3 separate regions of the Mus musculus genome follow, and regions 1 and 3 are each linked to region 2. Evidence: chromatin contacts called from public Hi-C data. All regions are on one chromosome and are shown on one strand. Each heading gives the region's core, a stretch centred on a gene start, on an enhancer-like site or on the middle of the called end of the contact. The rest is flanking DNA. Distances are from core to core; before and after follow the strand shown. Region 1 has its middle 210 kb from the start of Col3a1. Region 2 has its middle 12 kb from the start of Gm23216. Region 3 has its middle 100 kb from the start of 4930521E06Rik.

Evidence for each region. A called contact is a pair of places that touch in the nucleus more often than the background predicts.
Region 1: a contact with region 2 is called in a Hi-C map of uterus, with 10 times the contacts expected there. The contact joins two enhancer-like sites. A contact is called at or near these places in 1 of 15 datasets of contacts at CTCF or cohesin (the NIH/3T3 cell line), 3 of 484 Hi-C or Micro-C datasets (all in uterus) and 1 of 115 datasets of contacts at active chromatin or transcription factors (fibro-adipogenic progenitors).
Region 3: a Hi-C map of uterus shows a contact between it and region 2, with 2.6 times the contacts expected there. The contact joins two enhancer-like sites. A contact is called at or near these places in 2 of 39 promoter capture datasets (cranial neural crest and maxillary cranial neural crest), 2 of 484 Hi-C or Micro-C datasets (adipose-derived mesenchymal stem cells and uterus) and 1 of 115 datasets of contacts at active chromatin or transcription factors (fibro-adipogenic progenitors).

What each region holds. Positions count from the first base shown.
Region 1 is chr1:45,098,962-45,103,574 of GRCm38.p6, reverse strand. No RefSeq gene overlaps it. Among named protein-coding and RNA genes, the nearest start is that of Col3a1, 210 kb to the left of the region's middle. Within about 2 kb of position 2,049, at least 2 of the 459 cell types and tissues checked have an H3K27ac peak or open chromatin away from gene starts, as enhancers often do. A contact at or near this core is called in uterus, where this site is marked.
Region 2 is chr1:45,671,630-45,676,240 of GRCm38.p6, reverse strand. No RefSeq gene overlaps it. Among named protein-coding and RNA genes, the nearest start is that of Gm23216, 12 kb to the left of the region's middle. Within about 2 kb of position 3,315, at least 50 of the 459 cell types and tissues checked have an H3K27ac peak or open chromatin away from gene starts, as enhancers often do. A contact at or near this core is called in uterus, where this site is marked.
Region 3 is chr1:44,847,080-44,851,455 of GRCm38.p6, reverse strand. No RefSeq gene overlaps it. Among named protein-coding and RNA genes, the nearest start is that of 4930521E06Rik, 100 kb to the right of the region's middle. Within about 2 kb of position 1,960, at least 4 of the 459 cell types and tissues checked have an H3K27ac peak or open chromatin away from gene starts, as enhancers often do. A contact at or near this core is called in uterus, where this site is marked.

The sequences.
Region 1 (4,613 bases), core at 800-3,299, 570 kb after region 2:
TGGACACTTGATCTTTGACAAAGAAGCCAAAAATGTACAATGATAAAAAGAAAGCATGCTGGTCTAACTTGCAGTGTGTGAGTAGAAAAATGAACATAGATCTATATTTGTCATCTTGCACAAAACTGAAGTCCAAGTGAATCAAGGACCTCAACATAAAACCATTTACAATGAATCGAATAAAAGAGAAAGTGAGAAAGAGCCTAGAACTCATTGGCACAGGGGAAATTTCCTAAACAGAACTCCAGTGGCTCAGATTCTAAGATCAAGAATTGATAAATGAGACCTCCTGAAACTGGAAAGCTTCTGAACGGTAAAGAACATATGCAATAAGACAAATTGGCAACCTAAAAATTGGGAAAAAATCTTTACTAACCATACATCTAATAGAGGGCTAATATCCAATATGTATAATAAACTCAAGAAGCTAAGCACCAAAAAAAAAAAAAAAAAAAAAAAAAGAACAAAATAACCCTGTCAAAAGTGAGGTAAAGAACTAAACAAAATTCACAATAGAGGAATCATCTCGAATGGCCAAGAGAAGCAATTAAAGAAATGTTCAAATTTCTTAGTTATCAGGGAAAGGCAAATCAAAACTCTGAGATCCCACATTACACTAATCAGTATGGCTAATATAAAAAACTCAGGTGACAACACATTGGAGAGGATGTGAAAAAACAGGAACATTTCTCCATTGCTGGTAGGAGTGCAAACTGGTATAACTACTCTGTAAGTCAATCTGGAGGTTCCTCATATAATTGGAAATCGATATACCTGACGAATCAACTATACCACTCTTGGGCATATACCCAAATGATGCCCCACTATGGAACAAAGGCACATGTTCCACTATGTTTATATCAGCCTTATCTGATAGCCAGAAGCTGGAGAAAACCCATATGTCCCACAAAGGAAGAATGGATACAGAAAATGTGGTGCATTTACACAATGGGGTACTCTTCAGCTATTAAGAATGAGGACATCATGACTTTGGCCTGCAAATGGATGGAACTCGAAAATATCATATTGAGTGAGGCAACTCTGACTCAAAAGGACATGCATGGTATACACTCACTAATCAATGGATATTAGTCAAAAAGAGTAAAGAAACCTAGGATACAATCCACAAAACTCAAGGTTAACAAGCTGAAGGGCCTAAGTCAGGATGCTACAATCCCATTTGGGAGGGAGAACAAAGCAATCACAGGGGCAGAGGGAGGAAGGTACCTGAGTCAGAGAGGGGGCGGAGAGGTGAAAAAGAGAACATGATCTGATATTGTGGTGGCAGGAACTGGTGTGAAGCCCTGAGGGCTAGCTGAATGAATGGAGATCAGAAACCTCAGGAGGTAGGAAGTGGGGGGGGGGGGGGCAGAGACTTGGGAGATGAGAGATGTTTAGGTCTCCAAGGTAGGGACATTAGACAAAATGCCCAACAGTGGGAAGAGGGAACTTATAAAGACTATCTCTAGTAGAAAGACAGGGCATCAAGTGTAGGGATGGGGCTACCATTCCCCTAGGCAAAAATCAGACCCAGAATTGTTCCTGTCTAAAAGAACTTCAGGGATAAAAGTGGAGAAAAGATTGAGGGAAAGCAAGTTCAGTGGCCAGCCCAAATTGGGGTCCATTTCAAGGGGAGGCACCAAGGCCTGACACTGTTAATGATGCTATGGTGTGATCACAGACAGAAGCCTATTATGCCTGAGAGGCCCAACAAGCAGCTGAAAGAGTCAGATGCAGATTCTTACACCCAAGCAATGGACAGAAGCCAGGAAACTCTGTGGTTGAAGTAGGGAAAAGCTGAAAGAAGCTGAGGAGGAGGGCAACTCTATAGGAACACCAGCCATCTCAAGTAACCTGGACCCCTGAGATCTCTCTGACACTGAGCCACCAACTAAGCAGCATACGCTAGCTGATATGAGGCTTCAGACACATATACAACAGAGGACTGCCTGGTCTGTCCTCAGTGAGAGAAGATGCACCTAACCCTAGAGAGACTTGAGGCTTCAGAATGTGGCGAGGTCTGTTGGAGTTGGGGTGGGAAGATCCTCTTGGAGATGAGCAAGGAGGAATGAGATGAGGAACAGTCAGAGCATAGATCACTAGGGTGATAACGACTGGTTTGTAAAAGAGATTAATAGTGATAAAGATGATGATGATGATAACAATGATGACAACAATGACGATGATAATAATAATGATAAAATGTGCCTGTAATAGAATAAAAACATCAAACCATCATGATTTTGAGGACTATGGGTCAGGAACTCACTTTCAAACTTGGAATAAAAAAATACAAAACAAAACAGAGGTTTCAGCTGCACTGCCTAACTTTAAAAGAAACATTAATTACCCCAAAAACCTAAAAAGAGTTTTATGACAGGATGTTTTTGTAACACAGTGTGGACACACAGAGGCCATTTATTATTGTGACAAAGACTGTTCCTTTATTAGCCCAGAAATTACATAACCCCTTGGAATGTAAATCAATGTTTCAAAATAAACAACTTATCTTTTTCCTACTAAAATATAAGAATCTGCTAAAACAACTCTTTGTCTTAAAACTACATTAGTGTCCCCAATGCAGCACTTATGAGCAAATGGTGACAAGAGGACCTGAGTTCTGGGACAAGACCTGTTTCTACACCAAACAATTTAAATCTTTATTTTCAAATATAAGTAGACATTTAATTGAAATAGACCATGTTCATGGAAAAGTACATAAATCTAAACTACACAAAAAACAAGTTTCAAAAATTGCTACATGGAGAACAAAAACAAAGTAACCACCAAGGAGCTCAATATATGGAATAACTTGGACATTCCAAAGGAACATTTTACCACCCATTTCCTTTCACTTTTTCCTCCATACAGATTACCAAAATTCAACCTTCTGATACTAAGAATTAAATCCACTTTGTCTTTTGTTTGGTGTTAATGAAATCACATAATACAGTTTACATTTTGGGCTTGGATCTTTTTCCTAAGTTTCTGTGACATTCATTAATATGTTTTAGAAATCATGTTTGTTCATTTATGCCTGTGTGTGCTAACATGCATGCATATGAGTGTGTGTGTACATGTAAATACATGTATACACATAGTGTCCATTGTATTATTATGCTATAAGTCAGTCAATTTTTGCTCTAGTTTAAATAAGAGTGTTCTTTCAAAGCTATTATGAATGACTAAGGTCTAAGAATGTAGATTCCAGTGGCATAGCATAATATGTTCCACTACATTAGAGGTTATAGAACCTGTTAAGTCTCAGAAACAGAGAAAAGCATAGATGAATGATTTTATGGAATATGTAGGAGGGAGCATCTGGTAGGTAGATATTACACAGAATAGCAAAATTTCTTCTATTGATTTCAAATGTCATATTGTAGCAAGTCTGCTTACCATACTGGGAGACTAAGTGTTTACCTTTGTAATCAAAAAATCAATAGTGAGATCTTAACACACTGTGATAATAAGTGACCTATGAAAGGGCTTTAAGCATTATAGCTGGTTTTTGCTAATTTGTGGGTTCTTCTTTTCCTACTCTTTATCCCCCATTTCACCCCTTTCACTAGATAGGAGAGAAAGAAGGATGGGATGGGGGGGAGTGAGGGAGCAGGAGAGGGAAGCAGAGGGGGAGAGAGAGGGCGGAGGGGGAATGAATTTCTCTCTCATTTATTCTTTAATTGTAGCTGGTCTTTGTTAGTTTGTGGGTTCTTTTTCTCACTCTTTATCCCCCACTATCACTAGATAGGAGAGAAAGAAGGGGTAAGAGATAATTTTAATTTATTTTTACCTGATCCTTCTTTGAGACCGACTACTAATAAACCACAACCAATCCCCCTGAATGACCACCAAACACAAATCACACCTCTTGGGGTCAGAGTATTTACATACCCTCTAAAATGTTCCCAGAATTTCAAACTTCACACAATTGATGAAACTATCTACAGCTGGCAAACCATGCTTGTACTAGAGCACTAGGCAAATCATAGTCAGCTGCTGTGGTCAGTCTGAAGGAGCCCCATATTGCTACACCTAGGATTAAAACAAAAGCACTTTCTTATAATATTTCTGCATTTTTTAAAGACTTCAAAATTCCAAAATTTTCATTACAAAGCATATCCTAAAATGACTTTAGTACTTAATCTACAATACTCCATCTCTCCACAGTCCCCAGGATGTAAAAAACCAATGTATTATTTAATACATGTGTTGAAAGACCCACAATGTGAGGACTCCTCCACATTCTGACTCAGGAGAGGCAACACCCCAAATCACTCACGAGAAACAGTCTTGATGCAAATGACAAGAGGACTTTTATTTCAAGAGTGCTCTCATGCCCACAGTCATACACCACGCAGGGGTAGAGGACCATGGTGCCTCGAGTAGCTGGGTAAGAGGGTACTTAAAGGAAGAAACCACAACTCAAGGTAGTGGGGAGGGCGTTGTTGGAAAATACCAAAAATACCAGTTTAGAGTCACGAGGAAGTCACAAGTCACAAGGAAAATTAATTACCTGATAATTGTGAGGTTATTTCTTAAGACAGTTTCTCAAGACAATAGCACATTTGCATAGCGGGTTCCATGAATGGTCAGGGTAGTCCTTTTGAACA
Region 2 (4,611 bases), core at 2,066-4,565:
GCAGCTCAGGAGAGCCTGGACTCTTATTATGATACTACCTGGGACTTTATTATGTAAGTTTTATGAGACATCCCAGAAAACTATTTGTTTAAAATATTTCAAAGCCAGGAAAAAAGTTCAACTTGTAGTTCAGAAGGAAGAGAAATTGGAAACATCTGGTGAGTTCAGTTGCAGACATGGCTTGAGCTGACGTGCGATGTAATAACCAGGCAGCTGACTAGTCCAGTCTAATTCTGGTGAATAATATTTTCTCAGCAGTCTCCTGGCCATAGAGTATCAAAAGGCAATGGGAACATGTTGTAAAGTGCCTTGATGCCTGGAACAATTACACTCTGGAAACATTGTCTTGGCTGGCTGAATATGACCACAGCCACAGCTCACTCTGCAAACAGAATTAGTCATGGAGAGACTGTCGAACAGCATTCTGCAGAACTTTCTTGTTCAGGTTCAGCGCATGATATCATGTTGTGCCTTCACACCCTGGAATGATATTGATGCCAAACACTAGGCATAAAATATAATGTAGGACTTTGCTTTGCATGGTTAGATAAGAAGTCTTTCTCAGTAATTGCTGACTGTTGTCTTTGTAGAGTTATTTTATGTACATGTGGGTCTGTATTTCAGGTTTATCTTTTATTAGTATTTTAATATTATGAAAAAACATAAATTATTGGTGTCTATAGAAACACAATGATCTCCAGTTCCTTCATGTGCTTTTGTGTCTTTCTGATCTTTCATCTCTCAGTATTCTTCCCATGAAAAAAATTACTTTTTGTTCCCAGTGTACATATACCTTGTGATTTTTGTATTTTAATTTATTTATATGCCTGTATTCAACCAATTATGTCTGATTTTTTTAAATTTAAAAGTGATTATTTATTTTTGTTATGTGTGTATGTGTGGTTGCCTGCACGTCTGTTTGTGCATCACACATGTGCCGGATGCCCACAGAGGCCAGAAGAGGGAGTAGCAGCCATGTATGTGCTGGGAACTGAACCCTGGTATGTCACAAGAACCACACGTGCTCTTAACTGAGCCATCTCTCTAGCTTCACTTACCTGCCTCTTAAAATTAGGCTGATTTGTAAGTATGTTCCTTGTGATGAGTAATTGGAGAATTTATTCACAAATGAAGAACAAATGTTTATAACAGAGATGAATCAACTAGGTAATAACAAGACCACACAGTACTTTGGTATAAAATCTAATTTGGCTGCTAGTACTCATTTTTTTTTCTTCTATGGGTCCACTCTTGTATCTGGCTTTTTTTTTTAAGACTATCTTTCCCTGTAATTTTCCAAAGGCAATTTTCTTTCACTGAAAACATCAGTGAGTAAATCTGCAATTATTGACCACTTTTGAAGGCTGCTGATGGTTTTGCGATCTGATGGAAGAGGTAAGTGTGCTCTAATGGAAAGTTAGAGTGTTTTCTGCTCTATACAGATACTATAACCTAAAGTATGGCTAAAGCCAAGTCACTGCCTCAAATTAAGGAAACCTCAGAAATATTGTTCATAGTATTAATTAATTGTTCACATTATTTATAAACCAGTACCATCAACCAGTACTTATTGAATATTCCCTTATACCAAATACAACTCTGAATATTGTAGCAGACATCAGCTAGACATCCAAATTGGTACAACACACAGTGACACATAGATAGGGATTTTTCCAACTTTGGTTTTAGTATCATTCTGCATTCAGTTAATAAAAACATTTTCTTTAAGTTGAATATGACTTTTATATATCATTTGTTCTATCATTTACTGCATTTAATCTTTAGAAAACTACTCTTTTAGTCTGTTTTCTGAAAGAAAAGCTTTCTTTCTTGAATGCTTTTGCCCCAGAGCTTCTGTAATGTCACTTCAGGTTTGTATGGACTAGCTGAATTTCATGCCCAAACAGCTGCATTTTCTTTGTGCAGGCACATGTGTGTATTAAGGTACAGGCAGACAATGCATAATGATGCTAGAATATATGGCTTTTATGTTTTAGGAGGGCTAGGGTATGGTCCAAAATATGAGAAATTAAGATAATTTATGACAGGGAGTGGCAGGAGATTATCTTACTTATTGACTCCATGTTTTCTGACTCTGGGAAATTCCTTGTATTTTCTGAGGCTTGTTTTCCTTGTCTTTGGAATACTGTGAATACCAGAAATAATATTTGTTGAGCACCTTGTAGAGGGAAATCATAGTTTGCACTAAACGCGTAGCTAATAACAGAATCAACGACTGGGGGTTAGCAGGGAGAGTAAGATCTTCCTGCCAGAGGCAAGAATCTGTGAGGTGCACATGGATACTCCATGTTTCTGTCCTCCACAGCAAACCAGATCATCTATGAGGTGCACGTGGAGACTCCACAGTTCTGTCATCCACAATAGACCCAGCTGGTGCAGTCTGCATGTAGCTATAAGATGAATTCATAAGCAGGTAATCCATCTGCCATCCTACATATAGTCCAATCTTTTCATTTTTGCAGCACTGGAACATGAGGCCCAGAGAAGTATAATTTGCTCAAAATGCCACATTAAGTATGGCAGAAATCTTTGAAAAGAACTACAAACTCAGGAATTCTTTAATACAAATATTGGTTGTGCTCACCTGCTTTCACAGTAACTGAATTCATTATCATTCTGCATTTTTATAAACGAGAACCGAACTCCTTTTTCTTTCATATCTTTTGCTCTACAGAATTGAGTCACATTGAACATTTTATACTGGCAGTTATTATTTTAAATGTGATGTCTGATTCAAACCTTATGTTCATTAGCTTTCAGAAAAGTAAAAAAAAAAAAAAAAAAAAATGCCCGAGGGTCAGCAGATGTTGAAGGACGTAGGTAGACAGATAATTAGGAAGTGGTTTTCTAAGTAAGGGTTACCCTAAAATTTTATGCACACTCTCCTTTGATCTTTGGACTTTTTTCTCTTTGGCCTGCGTATGATGCTGGAATCCACTGTAGCTGGCAATGGTTTAATTAATCCTTTTCACGGAAAAGTTCATGTTTGCTAACAACTACAGAATTCATTTGAATTTACTTAGCTAAAGGGGAACATGATGAAGAACGATAGAGTGAGGTCTTTGTCTCATCACTTACAACTCAGCCTCCACTGTTTTTGTTTGTTTTAGTTACATTTTCAAACATTCCCATTTTCCCATGTTCTGTGCTCGCCTTGGGAAACCTTCTAATAGCATAAACGACAAACAGGAGTTCCTGCCTGCTGACTCATCAGTTCGGTTTGGCAGGACTCTACTTGCAAATGCTGCAGCAGGCCACTTTCAGAGTAAGTCCCTGGCAGCAGATGTCACTGTTGGTCTGTCTAACTCTGGGGCCTTTCCTCACTAGTGGAGCTCATGAGCCTGACCTAGTCAAGCCTATATTTCAGGGAGCATGGTTTTATGAAACATTTAATAGTGGCTCGTGGGACTGATTTAAGAGTCATGTCTCGATCTTGTTTCATTACACAGTATTTTAAATACTGTTATTTTTCACTTTTGCTTCCTATGTTCTGGGGAATCAAATTCAGTACCCTTGCATGCTAGGCAAACATTCTGCCACTGACTTATACCCTGCACCCTTGTTTATTTTGAGACTGAGTTTCACTGTGCATTCCAGATTGGTCTTGAAATCTTGGCTCAGCCTTGTGAGTGTTGGGGTTACATATGTGCAACACTAGCCTCCATTTTTAATAGAGATCTTTTCTATTAACTTGAAATGTTTTTCCTTTCTTCTCTCTTGGTTCATGTTGTATATTTTATTTTTGAGGATTTATTTATTTTATGTACATGAGTACTCTATAGCTGTCAGACTCACCAGAAGAGGGCATCGAATCCCATTACAGCTGGTTGTGAGACACCATGTGGTTGCTGGGAATTGAACTCAGAACCTCTGGAAGAGCAGTCAGTGCTCTTAACTGCTGAGTCATCTCTCCAGCCCCGTGTGTATTAAGAATGGAACATCTCTCCTTCTTTTCTCTCAACTGTGCTCATTTGCTCATGTGTAAATCCCTTGATGACCCATTCTGTAAGAGATTTTTTTTCAACATCAGTTTTGTACCCACAGTTTTACTTAGTTTTGTGAGCTGTCTATCTATACTGTCTGTTAACCTCTCACATTCTTTCTTCTACTTACTCTTCTCTGGGATTCCAGGACAGTGACCTTAGAAGTCACATACCTCAGACTCAGCTTTCTGAAAGCGTTGAGTAAGACTTGATACTGCAATGTGAGAGTGGGAGAGGGGGCAAGGCATTCTCCAGTCTCTATTTTACTATTCTGTTCAACCACTAAGCATCAGTTTGTGATGGTAGCTGTAGGGTAGTCCCAGCCTCTTGCTTCTATTGGCACTTCTATAAGAAGTCTCATAATTTTCTCTCAGAGGAACCCACTGCCGGCAGCAGCATACATCCTTTCTTCATAGTACCAGATGTGAGGCACCTCCTGCTATCTCCTAGGTTCTGTTTATCTTTACCCTTTGTTTCCTGTGTCTCAGGTCTGTAACTGCTTCCTAAGTTAACTCTGTGTCTCTAACCTCCATTAAAACTCTGTGTTGAAAACCATGGTTTTCTTTTTTCTTTCTTCATGACTTGTTTTTAACGTAAAAAAAAAAAT
Region 3 (4,376 bases), core at 711-3,210, 820 kb after region 2:
CTTACATTTGAAAAGAACATGAGAAACAATCAATAAACTTTGGTTTTGTTTATTTTATTTAGTTTAGTAAACACAAAGCAACAATAGGTAATATTATATAAGGAATTGTTTGTTAATGAGGCAGATTAAAAAGACATTGTATATTCTCTAGTGCATAATTATAAACACGTGTGTGCATTATTATCTAACCATTGCTGAAATAATATTCTCCTTCTCCTATACCTTGCCAATGATGACTCTAAAGTGTCACTGTGAAAATGCATGAAATTAAATCTCAGTTTTCAAATTCTGAGATTATCTAGTCCTCTCCCTTATTTTCAGCCTGTTAATGGAATGATTAAAGTATATTTTTTCTTATAGTTTATTCTTGCCTCTTCCTTTTAGAGTGTAACAAGGAGTTGTAATATGTGGAAAATTCAACAAATACTTTACATTCCTTCCCTAGAGAAATCTAAAGCTTATCAAAGCGGGAGTATACATTCTTTTTTCCATATCAGAAAAAAAATACTGACACAGCTTGACTGGTTCTTACAACAGAATTATAAACAATGTCAAGTAAATTTATGCTTCAAATTCAAATCCTTGTCTGAAAATTGAAATACACAGGAGGAGTACACTCCACTTTAAGCATGTAGCTGAAGTTCTTCCCTGGGATACTAGTTGATGTCAAGAAGCTTATCTTGAAATGTTTATGTGATGGTCTTGGGACTATTCTTTGTGTCTGTACAAACACTCTATTTCTTGCCTATAAAATCTTTAGTAAAATCCATTTATAAGCATATGCTGAAGTTTGTAACATCTCAGCAAGAAGACATTGTATAATGAAAACTAGTTCAAATTTTGTTCTGCTAGATGAATGTGGAAACTAATGAATCATACGTTGAATAATATTAGAGATGCTTTTATTTGATAACACATCTGGAGTTCATAAAGATAATCCTGCATTGTTCTGGTGCCTGAGAAAAAGATACCATGAGAAAGTTTTTCTACATCTCATATCACCTACCCCACCCTACTGTCTTCATGAGAATGTTCCCCACCACCCACCCACCTCAGAGGGTGGACCAGAAGGGGAATAAAATCTGGAGTGTAAAACTAAATTAATAAATAAAATATAAAAAAGAAAGTTTTTCTAACACAAAGCTATTGGAAAATCAGTGGTTGATATTTGTTTGCCTGAGTTTATAGTCTGCAGTTGGAATAATTGGAAACTGCAAACAAATGAGATTTGAGTTACCTTTAATTTTATGAAGAACATGAGTAATAAACTCTACAAGGTATAAGGAATTCAGAGCCAGGAGCAAAAAACAAGTAAATGAGGTTTTATCAAAATATAGTAATAATAAATGCATAAAATAATGAGAGATGTGTATATTGTTTATAATTGATATAAATAATCAAAATATAATGAATTATTTATATCTCATATATATATTTTACCTGTAAGATAATTTTATAGAAATTGTGGCAGATCATATGACTCTGTTTTAGTGTTTTGCCAATAAATAACTTGGTAGATATTCTGTTTTGCTATCTACAATTGACATATCAGAAGATCTGGCTTTAAGTTATTTAGGATAATGTGAAACAAAACCACCTTTAAAGACAAGTTTAAACAGCACACAGAAATTTATTAGTGAGAATGTTTAACAAGCTGCAGTGTTGCCTAGCGACTATTCTCCGAGACCTTGCAGGATGGAGGAGCAGGATCACTTTCCCATCACACGTGTGCATATGCTCATAGTCAATGTCTCCCATTCCCCTGTTTCCTTATTTTATACCAATATAACATAAGTAGTCATTTATTTTTAGTCCTTTCCAAACACAAACTTGGGATTTCTTCTTTATGATTTCACTCTTTAACTAGGTGTCAACTTGACATGTGTCCTTGCCTACAGCACAGTAACTAAGTGCAGCTGGGTCTTTGGGATTTATGACATATTTTTGTTGTTAAGAGCCAAGAGGAGTGACTGCAAAGTAACCGAGTGACTTAAGGGGGAAAACATAAAAGACAGAGTCTGTCTTCTGAAGAAAGAAAAAACAACCAAATCTTTGGTCAGTGTTTACTCTCAAGTCAATTTATCATGACACTGATTTTACTTCCAGAGTTTATGTAACAGCTGTGAGTATTACAAGAAACTGAGTACTTGGTAGAGTTGTATAAGTCTCTGTATTTTTCTATATTGTTCATTAAAAATGATAAAGATGAAATATTTATTTTAAGGACAATAGAAACAAAAAACAAAATATCATTTTACTGTAACTAAAACTGTATTGAACTATAAGCTAGATATAGTATGCTTTATAATGCTTACAATTTAGGTGAGAGTAACATCCTGCATAGATTGATTTCCAGGTGAGATACATTTGATTACGTGCAACAGGAATTCATAATTTTTAGTCTTTTTGGTTCTGCACATTCTGATTAAATGTGTTCTTCTTTCTGTTATTAAATAAAAAAATGTAAAGATAATGAACAGTATATATATATATATGTGTATATATATCTATATATGTGTTTTAATAGAAATAGAATTATATGACTTCCCCTCCCATTTCTCCCTCCAGCCTTTCCTTCAAGCCACTGTGAGTTCATACTCCACTTAGCTATTTATAGAAATATGAAGTGGCAGGTTCTCTGTCAAAATAAAATTAATAAATATTTATGTAAATACTATAAGTACAATGAGCCTCCTTTATTTGTAGCCACTTAGGATATTACTTCCTATATTCAGATAATAAAACATAATAACACATTTCTACAATTCCATACATAAAAAAGAAATCATAAACTTTATTATACAATAAATTTAAACAATTAGTAATAAAATATTTTGACTTTTTTCTTTTTTATTAAAAAAATGTACATGCAGTGCATTTTGACCATATTCTTCTCCTCCACAGCTTCTCACAGATCTTCTGCCTCCTATCCAGCTAACATCATTTTCTTTCTCTGTCTTAAACTCTGCCCAAAAGATAAGAATCAAAATACACAAAAAGACAAAAATGCCAATGTAAACTTACAACCAAACAAAAGCACACAAAATGAATGGATTCTGTTTTCTGTTGGCCAATGACTTCTGGGCATGGGGCTTTCCCTAGAATGTAGTTGGTATATACACAGAAACTCCGCTAGACAAAATTGATCTTACTTTTTCCCTTGGGTATCAATTAAAAACAGCTTCTTGATTAGTGATAGAATGTTGTATTTACTTTTCCTTCTCCGTGCTGAGATTTTGTGTTATTTAACTTGTGCAGATTTTTGTGTATCTGTGAGTTTGTGTGTATATCAACCGTGCTGTGTCTAGAACACACTGTTTTCTTTGTGTCATCCACCACCTCTGGCTTTTATAATCTTTGTGCCTCCTCTTCTTTATAGATCTCTGAGTCTTGAGTTTAGGAAACACATCATGTAGGAATAAGTGCTCCAAAGTCTTCCATTCTCTGCACTGTGTCCAGGTCTCTATGAGAGTTTCCGTTGGCTGTAACAAGAACCTTCTCTGGTATGGTGCACTGATCTACAGGTATAGCAATATATAATGATCAGTCATTTTATTGCTCTGTTCTTTCTGTACCTTTATTAGAATAATAGTAGTAGGGTTTCCCCTATACCCATGAACTACCAGTCTCATATTGTTGACCACATTAGCAGTGCCAGATTTGGGTTCAATGTCATGGCATTGGCCATAAATTTGATAAAACGGTGAGTGTGTGTGTTGGGGGTGGTGGTGGTGTCAGCTACTTCCATAAAATGTATGCCACTATTACACATCTTGAAACATGTTGTGGTTGTAGATGGCAGTGTTGGTAGCTGAGTGTTATTGATAATTATGTGTTTCCTACAGTATTGTCCAAAGTTCTTTCCAGTAACATGAATACCAATAGGGAATAGGGGGTAAAGTTTCAAATTTTCCATGTTTGATGACATAGCTAAGTGATATCTTTATTTATTTCTTTTTGCAGTTATATATGTTCTATATATTAACCTTCTGTCAGATATATAATTGGCCAACTTGATCATGGTGGGTAATCTTTTTGATGTGTTCTTGAGTTTAGGTTTTATATAATATATTGAGAAATCTCACATCTATGTTCACATACATGTATATTCATATAAATCTTACCTGGATGTATGTTTTCTGGGATGACCATTGCTATTCTCATATCTGAGAAAGACTGTTTCTCCCACCTTTAGCAGTCCTTAGTTGTCTGTAGTTCTTCATGTAGTGTTTATTTCTGGTAGTTTTTATTTCCAAAAAACTTAGCCATGTTATTGCTGTTGTCCTTCTTCAGCACATGTTTAAGGCAGTGACCATAGTAAGAAAGATATAGCTTCTGAAATTTCTTGGAGACATAATTTTGCAGCCAACACCTGA